2 separate regions of the Mus musculus genome follow, and region 2 is linked to region 1. Evidence: chromatin contacts called from public HiChIP or PLAC-seq data. All regions are on one chromosome and are shown on one strand. Each heading gives the region's core, a stretch centred on a gene start, on an enhancer-like site or on the middle of the called end of the contact. The rest is flanking DNA. Distances are from core to core; before and after follow the strand shown.

Evidence for each region. HiChIP or PLAC-seq counts read pairs in DNA pulled down with a chosen protein or histone mark.
Region 2: a contact with region 1 is called in an H3K4me3 HiChIP or PLAC-seq map of the SCID.adh cell line, with 29 read pairs. The contact joins two enhancer-like sites. A contact is called at or near these places in 17 of 39 promoter capture datasets (the 3T3-L1 cell line, 3T3-L1-derived adipocytes, the C10 cell line and 12 more), 2 of 15 datasets of contacts at CTCF or cohesin (CD8 T cells and pro-B cells), 47 of 484 Hi-C or Micro-C datasets (the 3T3-L1 cell line, the 63-12 cell line, the AML12 cell line and 36 more) and 21 of 115 datasets of contacts at active chromatin or transcription factors (the 230-238 cell line, CD4 single positive thymocytes, CD8 T cells and 16 more).

What each region holds. Positions count from the first base shown.
Region 1 is chr1:54,836,143-54,843,245 of GRCm38.p6, reverse strand. All of the region lies in intron 1 of Ankrd44 (ankyrin repeat domain 44), which reads left to right. Among named protein-coding and RNA genes, the nearest start is that of Ankrd44, 87 kb to the left of the region's middle. Within about 2 kb of position 5,220, at least 22 of the 459 cell types and tissues checked have an H3K27ac peak or open chromatin away from gene starts, as enhancers often do. A contact at or near this core is called in the 63-12 cell line, CD8 T cells, the SCID.adh cell line and 1 more, where this site is marked.
Region 2 is chr1:54,902,595-54,909,851 of GRCm38.p6, reverse strand. All of the region lies in intron 1 of Ankrd44 (ankyrin repeat domain 44), which reads left to right. Among named protein-coding and RNA genes, the nearest start is that of Ankrd44, 20 kb to the left of the region's middle. Within about 2 kb of position 2,576, at least 75 of the 459 cell types and tissues checked have an H3K27ac peak or open chromatin away from gene starts, as enhancers often do. A contact at or near this core is called in the 63-12 cell line, CD8 T cells, the SCID.adh cell line and 1 more, where this site is marked.

The DNA of each region.
Region 1 (7,103 bases), core at 3,971-6,470:
GTAAACACAGGAATGATGGGACAAAAGGACCCAGGGGACAGTCCCAAGCTTACGCTGCCTGAAATCCCACATTAAATCACTCTCAGGGTAATGCTGTGGGTGCCTAAGCCTGGATTCCTTTACATCTTTAAGGAGCTGTGTAGAGATGAGGGGCATGGGAGAGGAAAGTGCTCAGAAACCCAGGGACCCCTGGTCGTCACGCCACATGAACACATGTTGAACAGCAGCCTGGTGCTGTCGTTCATTTGTCAAACACCTTCCCCCTCTTTTGTGTGCCCTAGCCCCTATCTAGGTCTTGTTCAAGTGATGCCTCCTCCCTAGGCTGACTCCTGTGCTGTCCTGGTCAGTTAAACAAGACTTCTGGGATGGTTGAACAGAGGAGAGCCCTCTGAGCTCTCTGCAGTCTATCTTGGTGCAGAGGGAAACCTGGCAGCTCTTGCCTCGGGTCTGGGGAACTCTGGAGTACCATCTTGCACATTTGTGTTGTCTACATGGGGCATCCTTATTTGCCCAACTCTATTGGGCATTCTCCGAGGAATGGACTACAATATACATTTCTTTTGTGTATTTTATAAAAATAGCATACCATAGGCATTCATAAAATGCTTTCAGCTCTGTAGCTCTTCTTTGTGCAACACATGGCCAGGCTATGTTACAATATGTCTGTATTTCTAGAACACTATATCCCTGTAAAGAAATTAGGTAATCCTGTAGCTTAACTGGGAGATAACCACAGTATGTTGTTGTTCTTACAGGTTTTAAGAGAGGGATGTAGTAAGAGCCCACTTTAGTGATAACTCAATATCTTATGTATTGGTATTTTTGTGTTCAACAGCAGCATCCAGGAAATGTGTCAAAGAGTATATATTAGTCTATTATTATGGGTGATAGGAATGGTTATCAAGGTTTTCTTTACCTGACTTTGTATTGTTGTAGTAAAAAATTACTTAAGATATAACCTAGCAAACACAAGACAAAGAGACAATGCATAAGGGTTTGATGCCCCCTTGTCATTTTTTTCTGGTTTTGAAACTGCATGATTGAAAAAAAAAAGGTATCTTCTAAGTTTTGAGTTGGGAACTAAATATAGAGAAAGGTACTACACATTTGCTGCTGTTCTTCATTTAGCTCATAGCACAAGGAGATCCTCCTCTGTTAGTGAGACCTGGACTGAGCAAGCAGTACTCAAACCGGAAGCACCAGGCTGTGATCTTGTGGTCGTGCTGCGGATGAGTAACAGGTCCTGCAGATGTGGGATGTGCTACCTTCAGAGGCCCTGCAACTTCCGGTCTCTGTCAAGGGAGCATCGCACAGCTAGCAACTGGCTTTCCCCAGCAAAGAGGATCACAGCTCTACTACACTCCTCCAGCAACCTCCTGCTGGTGCCTGGGCTGGCTGCTGCAGAGAGCCCTGCACTCTGCCCAGTCAGTGAGAGTCTTTAGGCAGCTCCAATGGAGTGGGCTGCTCAGACCAATCTAAAGGTGTGGAGAGCACATGTACCCTTTAGATTGCAGACTGGTCACAGAGACCCTGTTTCCTTGCATAGTTGAGGAATACCCATCCCTGAGAGCTCTCTCCTAAACTGGTACTGTCATCTTCTCCCTTGTGTCACATTTCTCTTAGCTTTTACACAATCTACTACGAGGCTTATTATTTGGAAAAAAAAACAACTCTTTTTTTTAAATTAATAAGCATTCTATTAATTTTTATTAGGTATTTTCTTTATTTACATTTCAAATGTTATTCCCTTTCCTAGTTTCCCCTCTGAAAACTCCCTATCCCTTGCCCTCCTCCCCCTGCTCCCCAACACACCCACTCTTGCTTCCTGGCCCTGACAGTCTCCTATACTGGGGCATAGAACGTTCACAGGACCAAGGGCCCCTCCTCCCATTGATGACTGACTAGGCCATCCTCTGCTACATGTGTAGCTAGGGCCATGAGTCCCACCGTGTGTTTTCTTTGGTTGGTGCTCTGGGGGTACTGGTTAGTTCATATTGTTGTTCCTCCTAGGGGGCTGCAAACCCCTTCAGCTCCTTGGGTTCTTTCTCTAGCTCCTTCATTGGGGACCCTGTGCTCCATCCAATGGATGGCTGTGAGCATCCACTTCTGTATTTTTCAGGCACTGGCAGAGCCTCTCAGGAGACAGCTATATCTAAGACAGGGTCTCGTGTAGCTCAGGCTGGACTTTAACTTATCTATTAGCTGAGGATAACTTTGAACTCCCAATCCTTTGCCTTTACTTTCCAAGTGCTGAGATTATAGGTATGTGCTACACCATGCCTGGCTCTACAGTTCTTCTTTTTCTTTTTCTTTTTTTTCTTCTTTTCTTTTTCATGAAACACTTTGTTTTTATGTGCATGCACCTGCTTACATGTATGTGCACAATGTTCATACAGTGTCCATGGATGCCAGAGAAGGGTGTTGGTTCCCTTGGAGCTGGAGGTATAGACAACTGTGAACTGTGTGATGAAGGAGCTGAGAATCAAATGTGGGTCCTCTATAAGATCTGCAGTTCTCACTGAGGTGCCTCTCCAGCCCCCCAAACTCAACTCTCAAGTCACCCTCCCCCTGCAAAAACAGATTACAGCTTGCCAATTCTACAGAAGAGAGTCCAAATGTAATAGGCAGCTTTATCCTCAGCTTCTGTGATCTTACCCCACTGACTTCTTTCCCTCCATCCATTCACCCATGTTCACCATGGAGAAAACTGTTCCTTCTACTCACACCCTTCAAAGCGTGAAGGTGCTTGCTCTCTTTCCACTGACACCCCATCTTTTTAAACCCTCACCAACCTCCAGTCCTTAATTCAAAGGCTGCATCTTCCAGAGGGCCAGACACAGTTTCTCTCTCATTCATGTTACATATGCTGTGTGCTTCCTGTTACGTGTTAGAGCTCTCAAGGGAAGGATGGCAAGTTTCATATGCTTAGTAAATCACTGTGGACCAGGACTGAGTGTGGTTGTCAGAATGCACTTGAGTCATGTTTTGAAAACATCCCTTATCAGTACCTGGGTGGATTGTAGTTAGAGAAATAAAGTAAATATGAACGGGGCCACTGTCTTTGAAAGGAAGTCAGATAGGCCTATCTGCTTCTGTAAGAGTTCCCATTTCCCATACCAACTGCTTTCCAGCCCCACAGGCTCCTCTCTCTTCCTGCTGTCTTATCATTTCCCTTAGACATCTGTCAATGAAGGCCCTTGCTATGATTTTGTTTGGAGAAGCCAAAGATGCTTCCCAGAAGACTGTAGTCTTAGATTCAGGCTCTTAGTGATGTTCCTGGCGTTGTGGGTAGCAGGGCATCTTCTAGTCATTGCAGGCAGAGGTGATTCAGGCTTGATTTGAGTGTCAGCACACCAAGGCAACTGACAGCAGTTTGCACAGTCCCTAGTCCTCCATTTGTAGAGACATAGTGAGAGCTGAACTGTCATATCTTCCTTCTACAAAATGCTAATGGAGATCAAAGAGGAATCCACAGACAAGGAGGACAGGGCTCAGGAGGAGCTCATGTAAGCTGTGGAAAGGGATGCTTGTGTAAACATTGGCTTGCTGCTACTTTCGAAGAACTCAGACTATAATAGATTTCAGACAAGCTCAGTTTGGAGTTTTCCAGAATCATGAGTGACTTAGTTTGACTAAGTGAGTCTATGTTGTTCAATGGTAGTCCACTCCTTCCCCAGTCAGCAAGATTCATTAGGTCCTAAGGAATGGCTTTTGTATCTACATGGTGATCTTGTATTTAATGCAACTTAAATTGCCTTATTCATCTTCTGACTTCTGAGGCTGCTGCAATTATAACTGCTTAAGTGGCCACCATGAGAAAAGCATGCCATGATAATAGGTCATTTTTTGGCATACATTTTTTATAAAGGAGGAATTTAAAACATATTATCCCTTATGATAAGGGAGAGGTGTATTAGCTATTAACAAAAGTCACATTTTATACCCTACAATTGAAAACTGCTTTATGTCTCTGAACAAAGACATTTTGCTGAGTGTTGAAAAAAAGCCATCGTTAAGGTTTTCCCCACCACAAAGATCTCCAAAATGGCTTGTATTGATTAACATCATTAAACCACCATATTTGAGCTGGGCGGTGGTGGCGCATGCCTTTACTCCCAGCACTTGTGAGGCAGAGGCAGAGGCAGCTGGATTTCTGAGTTCGAGGCCAGCCTGGTCTACAAAGTGAGTTCCAGGACAGCCAGGGATATACAGAGAAACCCTGTCTCGAAAAACCAAAAAAAAAAAAAAAAGAAACCCACCATATTTGAAATGTGATTTGATATGCTGTAAGGTACAGTTGTAGAAAGAATGTAAGCAAAACAGCTAGGAAATAAAGCCTCTAGACAAATTGGTAAAACAGGAACTTAAAGAATGATTTATATGTTCTGTTTGTTTCACTAAGAATATTCTGATTTACATATTCTGTCCACAGTGTTCTCTTGGTTCCACTGTGTTCTTACTCAAATAGGTTGTTAAACATTACATTTATTTGTGTGTATGCACCCATATGCACAAGTGCGCCGTGGTGTATACACGAAGGTCAGAGGATGGCTAACTCAGGGCAGTTCTCCCCTTCCGTCAAGTGGGCTCCAGGGGCGGAACTCAGAGCATCAGGCTTCTTGGCAAGGGCCTTTATCTGTGGAGCCATCTCCCTTGTCCCGGTTCTCTTTAAAAGTTCTCTCCCCAACACTATTTAATTAACTTAGCTAGGGTTTAGATTAGATCTCCAGCCATTTGAAACTAGACAGAGTTTTAAAAAAAAAAGATCTGTGTTGTTGGCAGCAGATCCTGATGGAAATATGGAGCCTGGCAAAGCGTGTCTGCCGTGTTTTGTTTTCCGTTTCTCTTTATGGATATGGCCTATTTTTGAAATGTTATGATTTCGATTCAGTGCTCAAGTGTCAAGCCTGACAAAACAGAGCTTACACATGCAGAGGTTCTGTGTGTGGGGTGGGATGGGATGGGAGTGTTCCAGAGCTAAAGGAAGTAACCTCGATTTCACCTGGAAACATTCACGTCTTGGGGCAGGAACTCTGGGCTATCTATAAAGAGAGAAGGAAAGTAGCCAAGATACTGAGCCAAACTTGCATCCAGGAACAGAGCAGGCATTAAAGAGTTGAAAAGAGTGTCCGTAGTTTCCACCGCATCCCTGTAGGTCATTCTTGGCGAACCTGTCACAAGGCAGACCAGAAAACGCCTTCCTGCGGTAGCTTAAATTGTGACAATCGTCTTCCCACTGGGTCTCCAGCTCCAGGGTCTCCTCCTCCAGCACACAAGTTGTGGCCAGAGCACACGCTTGCGAAAGCTCCATGCCTTTCTCTTGCTCAAGACCTGAGTTCCTGTTTGTCCGAAGATTAGGTTAGAACTCCTTTTGCTGGCTCAGTGCTTCTCCCGGCCAGCCACTTACTCTTCCACCCAATTCCTTTGAGAGCTCTATTCTTAGCCCACCCGTCACAGACCTCACCTTACAGCCTGCTCTCCAGCTTTTTGGTGACACATATCCTCAAAAGTCTCCCTTCCTCTATTTTGTTTTCTGACATTGTGTTTCAGTGTTAGCTTTTAAAGAGTAGTCATATCAGGTTTGGTGGTAGTGGATACATGCCTTTAATCCCAGCATTCGGGAGGCAGGGGCAGGGGCAGGGGCAGGCAGATCTCTGTGAGTTTGAGGCTAGCCTGGTCTACAGAACTAGTTCTAGGATAGCCAAGGCTACACAAATAAACCTTGTCTCACACTACCCCCACAAAAAAGAAATAAAATCTGTACTACTGTGTAGTGTGACTATCCATGCATCATAGAGACTGTATCCTCCATTTGGTAATGCTTTGTAGGCTACTAGGTATTTAGTATTTGGGCACAGTGGCTCACACCCATAATCATAGTATGTAAGAGTTCTATTGAGAGCAGTAGGCCAACCTGGGTTACATAGTAAGTTCTAGACCAGCCTGAGTTATATGTAGCAAGGTCTTGTCTCAAAAAACAAATTAACACCCCCAAGCAAAAATAAAAGTAAAACAAGATGGGAGTATGTAGAAACTGAGGCTGGATTGGTCTTAGGCTATCATAGCTATTACGTCATTCATGCCTCATTTGCGTGGCCTGTGAGAGAAGCCTCTGACTGGGCAGCATTAGGAGATCATAAATCTTTCGATTCAGTTCTCACTCGCAGATAAACTGTTTGACTCTTCAGAGGTCCAAACAGGGAGGTCATTTCCTCTGTAACCAAGAGATCACCAAAGGCGGCCTAACTACACGTTTGTTTGCTAACCTTCAGCAGTAAGATCAGTTCCCAGTTCTATCAAGCAGGGATAAATAAATACACAGCACATTTCAAAGTCAGCATATGTTAAATCTATAAAAGAATGGGCCCACCATTTTCATGCATGTATGTAATATTCTTTGCTCATAATCATCTGTGCACTATGACACAGCTTGGTCAAAGAGAGGTGGTGTATTTTGTTAGTAAGTTTCTATTATGTGGCTTTTTGAGTTAGAGTTCATACAGAAGAGCTGTGTGATATTCTTGAGGTTTTTCCAGTGCAGCTGAGATGAATTCAGGCTGTTGGATTTCTGCTCTCTCCTAGCAGGGGCAGCCCTTCTGCCTCAGAGCTGCTGTTGCATGGATTAGGGCCCTAATCTGATGGTTGTCCTACAGTTGTATTATTTTACTTAATAATAATAATAATAGTATATCATAATAACATTATATATTATATGAAATGTAGAGTATATTAATAACATAATATATAACATTACATATAAATGTGTACAATAAAATTCTTATCATTGTGTGTGTGTATGTATATATGTGCATGGAAATCAGAGAACAGCTTTGGGAGTCCTTCAGTCACGGATTCCAGGGATTAAACTCAAATTCAGGTCTTCTGGCTTGCCTGGCAAGCCTTTTTACCCACTCAGCCATCTCACTAGCTCTTACTCTACAGTCTTAGAGGAAATCTATTCATCCAGTTTGTAGGATGGTCACAAGGAAACTCACTGTAAAAACATTTGAGCTTTTTACCTCCAAATCAGAAAGGACCCTTGACTTCATGGCGGGAACACTAGGCCTCTGGCCTTGTATGCAGTTGTCGAGTGTGTCTTGTAA
Region 2 (7,257 bases), core at 1,327-3,826, 69 kb before region 1:
CTGTTTTCTGAGGATTTTTATTTTATCTGTGTCTATGTTTGAAACGGTTCATATATGTGTAGATGTGTGATGGTGTGTGTATATGCACAGACATCAGAGGTTGAGGTCTTTCTCAATTGTGGTGTCTCCACCTTATTTACTTATTCACTTACTTATGTGCAGTTTGTGTGCAAGATGCCTGTGTGTGGGCACACATGTTACAGTGCACGTGTAGAGGGCAGAGGATAACTTTGTGGAGTTCGTTTTCTCCTTCCATTTTTACTTGGGGGGGAGGGGGCTCCAGGAACCTGGCTCAGGTTGCCAGATTTGTGCAGCAAACGTCTTTATTATTCGTATTTTTCCTGAGGCAGTCTCTTTTCTGTGACGCTATGGCTGGCCTGGAGCGTACTATGTAAATCAGGCTGGCATTGAATCACAGAAGTCTTACCTCTGACCCCCATGTGCTGGTTTTAAAAACCCGTGCCCACCACATGTAGCTTGACCTTATTTTTAAAGACAGGGTTTCCCATTAAATCTTGAAGAGTATTGCTTGGCTAGCCTAGTGGCCTGCCAGTAAGCCCTGGAGCTCCTTCTGTCTCCCTGCCCCACCCAGCACTGAGGCTGCAGGTGTGCTCTTACACCTTTTAAGTACGTGTAAGGGATGGATCTGTCTTCGGTCTCATGCTTGCCCAGCAAGCATGCTTTGGACTGAGTCACCTCCTCAGATCTTCTGAGGATTTCAGACAGGCTTTCTCAGAGGCCGCTTTTAAAAGACTTACACAGGAAATCATGGTCAGTGGGGGCTCTGAGTTTCAAGCTTTTAGCTCAGTTGGTCTCTAAAGAGGCTGTCCTGGGTAGACTGAGGAGGCAAGCCAAGAACATCTCAGTGGAGCATTTTCACCTCCATCCCCAGCCTCTGCCAGAGTTTTATAAACTGTGTATCCCCTGAAAGTCTTTTTAGTTGGACCTCTAAAGATTTTCATCATAAAGTTGGAAAGATACAAAGGATGTAATTTTTGACACAATGTAAATATTGATTTTAAAAGTGAAAACGTATCGTTGTTTAAATTGTATGGAGTGGAGTGGAATCTAAACACTATTGTGGTTTGATGTGCCTGTCAGTAGTTGTGCCTGTCAGTAGTCCAAATTTTATAGTGTTTCTTTTTCCCCTTGAATTTTTTTCAAATGTAGTGCTTTTGTGTGTATGTGCATGGGACAGCCTGGACTGGCCTGGAACCTGTCATCTTCCTGAGCTAGCTTCCTGGGTGTTGGGATTAGAAGCATGGACCACAATACTGGATGGGATGCATTTTTGTAAAATAATTTTAAAAATTAGATTATAATTGCATCATGTTCCTCTTCCTTTTCCTTCCTTCAAATCCTCCAAGTACCTGCTCTTATTCATGTTGTGATGCATGTAAAATGATTGTGATAAATTTTAGTATTATGTTTGTAATGATTATTAACAACATATCAATGCATATCTTAAATATTGGGTTAAGTACTCATAGAGCATAAAAAGTAAGATATTCCTATTTAGAATAAATTTCATGATCTAGGAGTTAGGAAATTATTTACTGACCATTATTCACCAGTGTTTAGAATAAAATAGACAATATGCAATTGTATAATATTACCATACTATGAAGTATTTTCATGGCTTCTGTTGAACCAGAAACCCAAATATTAAAAGGATGGGGCAATGAATGAGTTGTGGCTAAAGAAAAAGCGCTCAGGTCAATGATTTGTCACATTTTGTTGGACACAGCCAGAGTCAGCTGTGGGCTCCAACATCAGAAATCCGCCTGCCTCTGCCTCTCGAGTGCAGTTCTGGGATTAAAGGCGTGCGCCACCACACCCGGCAAAGGGTAGCTTTTTACAGAGCGTAATTAATTAATGTAACGAAGTCACTGAGATTACTAGGTAGATTATTGTCTTGTGGGTTCAGTTTGATCTGGGTGTGCTGTGCAGCTCACAGTCATCTTGAAGTCATGATCTCTGCTTTCATTGTGATTGTGAGTGTGCACCACCACACTTGGCACTAAAGTAACTTTAAAAAGATACCACATTTCTATGTGCAACTGTTTTAGGAACAGTGAATAGACAGAGGAAAGTCTGGGAGCCGTGTCAGGTGTGACAGCTTTTTGGTCTATCTGGCAAGAGTAGGATTTGGAGTCTGGCATGGGAGGGTTTCTGACTTTTAACATGTTTGAGTGTGGTCTGAGGGGCTATGGTGCACCGTGGCAGGGAAAGCATGTGGCCATCTCGTGAAGTGGCATGAATTTGTGAGATGTTCATGCTGACTAGTGGTTGACCCGAGTGGGTAACTGGGTTTATCTATGAAGTGATCATGGTCTCCCTAGGTGGCTTTTACTTTTCCAGTGACCAAGTTTAGCAGTGCCATCTGACTCCAAAATGTCATCTGTGAGGGGTCACGTGATGACCAGAAATATTGTTGCTCAAGGCTTCCACACTCTGTCCCTCCATCTCCATATAAGCTGTTCTGACAGATCTTAAACCATGGAGTCAGCTCGAGCTCTGTTTCTCTGAGAGCTGCAGTTTGGGCACAGGTAACTGAAACCAGATGTGCCGAGCGAGCGAGCGAGCAAGCACGGGCTGGGCTGTGGCTTTTCTTGCAGAGCATTTGGTGGCTGGGGGGAGGGAGGGAGACGGCTTTTTAACGAACCCTTTGTGCTTTTGTTAGATGCGCGCTTTCCACATCTCAGCTGCATTTGCCCTTGTTGTACCCGAACCCCTTTTGGTATGGATTATTGGTGGACAGGGAGGAGTGAGTATCTGATTTCTCCCATACTAATCTGTCTCCTTTGCCTGTTTCCCGAGTGTACACTGCACTTGGCCTTCTGGGGCCCAAGTTGATTTTTCTCACCTGGCAATTACTTGCTTGGTGGCCAGTTAATGGAGGCCCCTGAAACCCACTAAGGGACTTGGGGTTTGCGTTGTGATTGAGAAGCCGAGGAGACTTCAGGTATGTGTGTGTTTGTGTGCGTATGTGCACAGTGTGTTTTAGGACTCAGAGTCTCACTGGACGTAGAGAATGAATGGCCTCTTAGGCTTTCTTCCAATTCCATCTGACCATTTTGGTGCTCCAGTGGGTTCCCTGGCATTTAGTACGATCACCCACGGGCTTGTTCCTTAGAGGGGGATGTGCTGTCATTTTTTTTTCTTCCTCTTATAATCCCCAGGGACAATATTTTATCAGTCTCTGAAATGTGGGCAGCATGAGGGATATGCAATCTGCTCTCCAGTACAGCCCTGCTGAGCTCAGCCCTGCAATCATGTGGTTCTGAAATACTACCAGCCTGAAACCATAAGAAAGCCTCCGCTTCGCCTGACGTACTCATACTGCTTGACATGAGAAGCTGACATTTTGAAGGCTGTGGAGAAAACAGAATTGCTGACTGCACAAAATGCACATGAGAACTGCATGTGGGCAGGGGCTCTTTCCTTAGCATCGGTGGCGTTCTTCAATGTCCGCTCCATCTTGCAGCACCTGTATCTGCTCTAAACGTTCCCAAGGTCGAAGGTCTCTACCTAGGAGATTTGATCCACTTGCTGGTTGGTGACCTACATATCCGCTCAGGGAAGAGAAGATGGGTAGAGGGGTCCTCAGGGCAATTAAAACTGAGACCATGGCTGTGGCCTGAGTGTGAGGAGAGCCCCTCTTCCCTTTATAGAGATAGGAAATAAGTTCGGATCTATCTGGGTGCCCATTCTGAATGCAGACAGAGCATGGTGCAGAATTGGTGTGTTTTATCATCATTGCCACTCACCACTGATTATTTTTGTATTTCTCTACTGGCTCTCGGAGTCTTAGTGCTTTACACCTTAGTGCACCTAGCCCCTTAGCACCAGCCGCTGCTTTGCTTCCAGCCTTGTTTCTGCCCGGCTCTGCCCGGCCCCCTTCCCACCAGTCCCGGGCTCATTGCTGCAGTCACTTGCTGTTAGGCTGCCCGGGAGTCTGTTGATTAAGTAGGAACTGGTCAAGTACAAGCTGCTTTGAGCTGTTGTTTGGTTAGTGGAAGCCAGGAACATCCGGGTGCTGAGCCACTTCATGTTTTGCTGCAAGCTCCACTAAGGCACTGCCCCTGTGATTCATGGCTCCTTATCTATTTGGTGAGAGCAGAATACTTACACCTGTCCTCGAGTCTTCCCAGCCATATGTGAAAAAAAAAAAACCCTCATTACTGGTGATTTCAGGTTATAACCCTGAATGTGTACTCTTGACAAGGCTAGTGCTACCTGTGTAAAAACCCTCCCAGTGCTGGGGGTGTCTCCAAAATCAAGTGCAAGTGTTTGGGGAGATACCTAACATCAACTTAACCTCCATGTGGACCTGCGTGCGTTCATGCGTGTGCACACACACGCACAGCAAAACAAATCTAATGCTAATAAAAGAAATATGAAAAGGATTTATAGGAAAATAGTACATCAGTGCATATAGCCACATTGAAGACATGAGATGATCATATTTTTAGTCTTATAATAAATTAATCGAATCTGAGAAATACCCATCAAAACTTTTTATATAACTTTAGAAATAAGAGGCCGGGGTTGAAGTATGGCTCAGTGGGAAGGCTCACCATTCACACTCGTGAGGTCCTGGGTTTGATCTTAACCACCACAAAGGGAGGGTACTAAATAAGCCTTATCTTTCTAATCCCTAGACTATGTGGACTTTCAGTGTAGACTCATGCGGGTTTTTTTGTAGAGGTGATTTGTTATCTGTGAGCAACATTCCTGTAAAAGCTAGGATTTCCAGAGCTAGTAAAAAACTTGGAACTTTGAATAGAATAAAATGCACTCTCTCATTTAGGGTTATCAGATTCATATAAAATTCAGTGTATTTACAGTGGAAGCTTCAGGAATGGGAGCCATGGCTCCTCTGTCCACACTGCCTTGCAGAAGACCTGGACTTAATTCCTAGCATCCATCCAGGCTCACGACTGCACATAACTGACTTCAGGGGGAATCCAATGTTTCTGGCCTCTGGAGGGGTTCCACATGTACATACCACCCCACAGTCCCACCCACATACATGCAATAAAAAATAATGAGCTAAGTTAAGATGTTTCTTGTTTTTTACTTCATGGACTGGAGAGATGGTTCAGTGGTTAAGAGCACTGGCTGTTCTTCAGAGGACCTGGGATCAGTTCCCAGTGCTCGAGTTCTGGGAAATCCAACACCCTCTTTGGCCTCTGTAGACACCAAGCACAAATATGGTACATATACATCCAAGCAGGCAAACATTCACACACATAAAATAAAAATAAATACTTCAAAATATTTGCTTATTTCACATCCCAACTGTAGTTTTCCCTCTCTCCTCTCTTCCCACGTTCTCCCCTCCCTCTCCCTCCATCCACTTCTCTTTCCTTTCTCTTCAGAAAAAAAGATCTGTCTCTATGGGTACCACCCAGCCATGACACATCAAGCTGCAGTAAGACTAGGTACCTCCTTTTCTATTGAGGCTAGTCACACCAACCCAGTAGGGGAAGGGCAGGCAGCAGAGTCAGAGACAGCTCCTGCTCCCTCTGTTAGGAGCCCCACAAGAAGTCCAAGTTTCACAACTGTGACACACATATGAAAGGTCACTCCCATACAGGCTTCCCTGGGTGGCAGTTCAGTCCTTGTGAGCCCCTGTGGGCTAGGTTAGTTGACTCTGTGAGGTTTTCTTGTGTCGTCCTTGACCTCCCTGGCTTCTACAATCCTTATTCCCTCTCTTAGGAGTACCCAAGCTCTACCCAGTGTTTGGCTGAGGGTCTCTGCCATCAATTTCCAACAGTTTGCCAGGTGAAGCCTTTTTGATGACAGTTGGGTTAGACGCCAGTCTATGAGTGTAGCAGAGTATCATTAGGAATCATATCATTGACTTTTTTTCTAGTTGTGTTTGGATGTATCATAGGCTTCTGGCCGATCCAGCCTCTGCTCCAGGGTCCTCCAGGAAGTGTCAGGGGTGGGCTTCCTCTCATGGCATGGGTCTCAAGCTGGACCAGCCATTGGTTGGCCACTTCCACAACTATTGTGCCTCTTTTACCACAGCACATCTTAGGCAGGACAAGTTGTAGGTGGAAGGTTTTGTGGCTGTGTTAGTGTCCTACTCTTGTTTGGTTACATGAGATGGCTGGCTCAGGCTCTGTTTACACCCCCCCTCCCCCATTGCTAAGAGTCTTAACTAGGATCACCCTCAAATTCCTGGTAGTTTCCACTCCCCCCCCCCTCTAATTGTCTCTCCCAGTACTCTTTCCCTCCATCTTCCCCACACCTGGTACTTCCTGTTCCGATCCCTAACCCCTACCCCTGTCCAGTCCCCTCTCCTTATCCATTGTGATGTCTATTCTGAATAAACTAAAACTTTGTTTGTTTGTTTATTTGTTTAAATTAGGTCCTTAAAAAAAGAGAGAGAACCTTTTAGGAGCTCAGTAGGACTCTAGAGTTCATTTGCTCCATCTCCCAAAGCCAGTAGAGCCTCCAGTCATCATGATAACCAACAGCAACGCCCCCTTCAGCTCCAAAGCCTTGAGAGCAGGCCCATTCTACAAAGAACTGTAGTCTTAATTTTTTTAAAACTTACTTTTAGTAAGGCTTCTTAAATGTTTTAACCTCCTCTAGCCCACCACCCAACAGAGGTAGTAGAAAAGAGGTCATTAGGATACTGGGGAAGTGGACCTGTTTAGAAATTGTGTTGGTGTCCCAGTTCCTTTATTGGAGCAAATCCAATCTGCGTTGTCGGGAACTCAGCAGTTCAGTTCGCAGAAATCAGCAGCGGCAGCAAATATGTCACAGATACCCCAGCAGCCCAGCTCGGTAGTGTCGGGATAGATAGCAAACATGAATCAGCAGTGGTGGCACAGCCTAGCAGAGACAGCCAGGCCTCAGCTGAATCAGCACGAGTCAGCAGGGGAGACTAGAACCAATAAGGATGCCAGGAGAAGTTCTCTGCTGCGCCTCTCTCAACTAAGTGAAGATCAGCAAAGACGGGAGACCAAAGATGTGTTGCAAAGCTAGCTATGTAAGCCCCTCTCACTGTCCATTGAGTCCTATTTATATTCCATCCAAACATCACGTGTTCTCCACGGGTCTTGTCTCACCATGTATCTTGTCTCAGCATGTGAGTCTGTCTTAGCTAACTTCCAGGTGATTCCGTATCAAGTGACATCACTCTGCCAGTCTCCTGAGTCTGCAGAAGCAGCAAGAAGCCGCTAGAACGCCACCAGAAGTGTTTTGGTGTGTTTCTCTTTATGGAGTCATGACAAACAG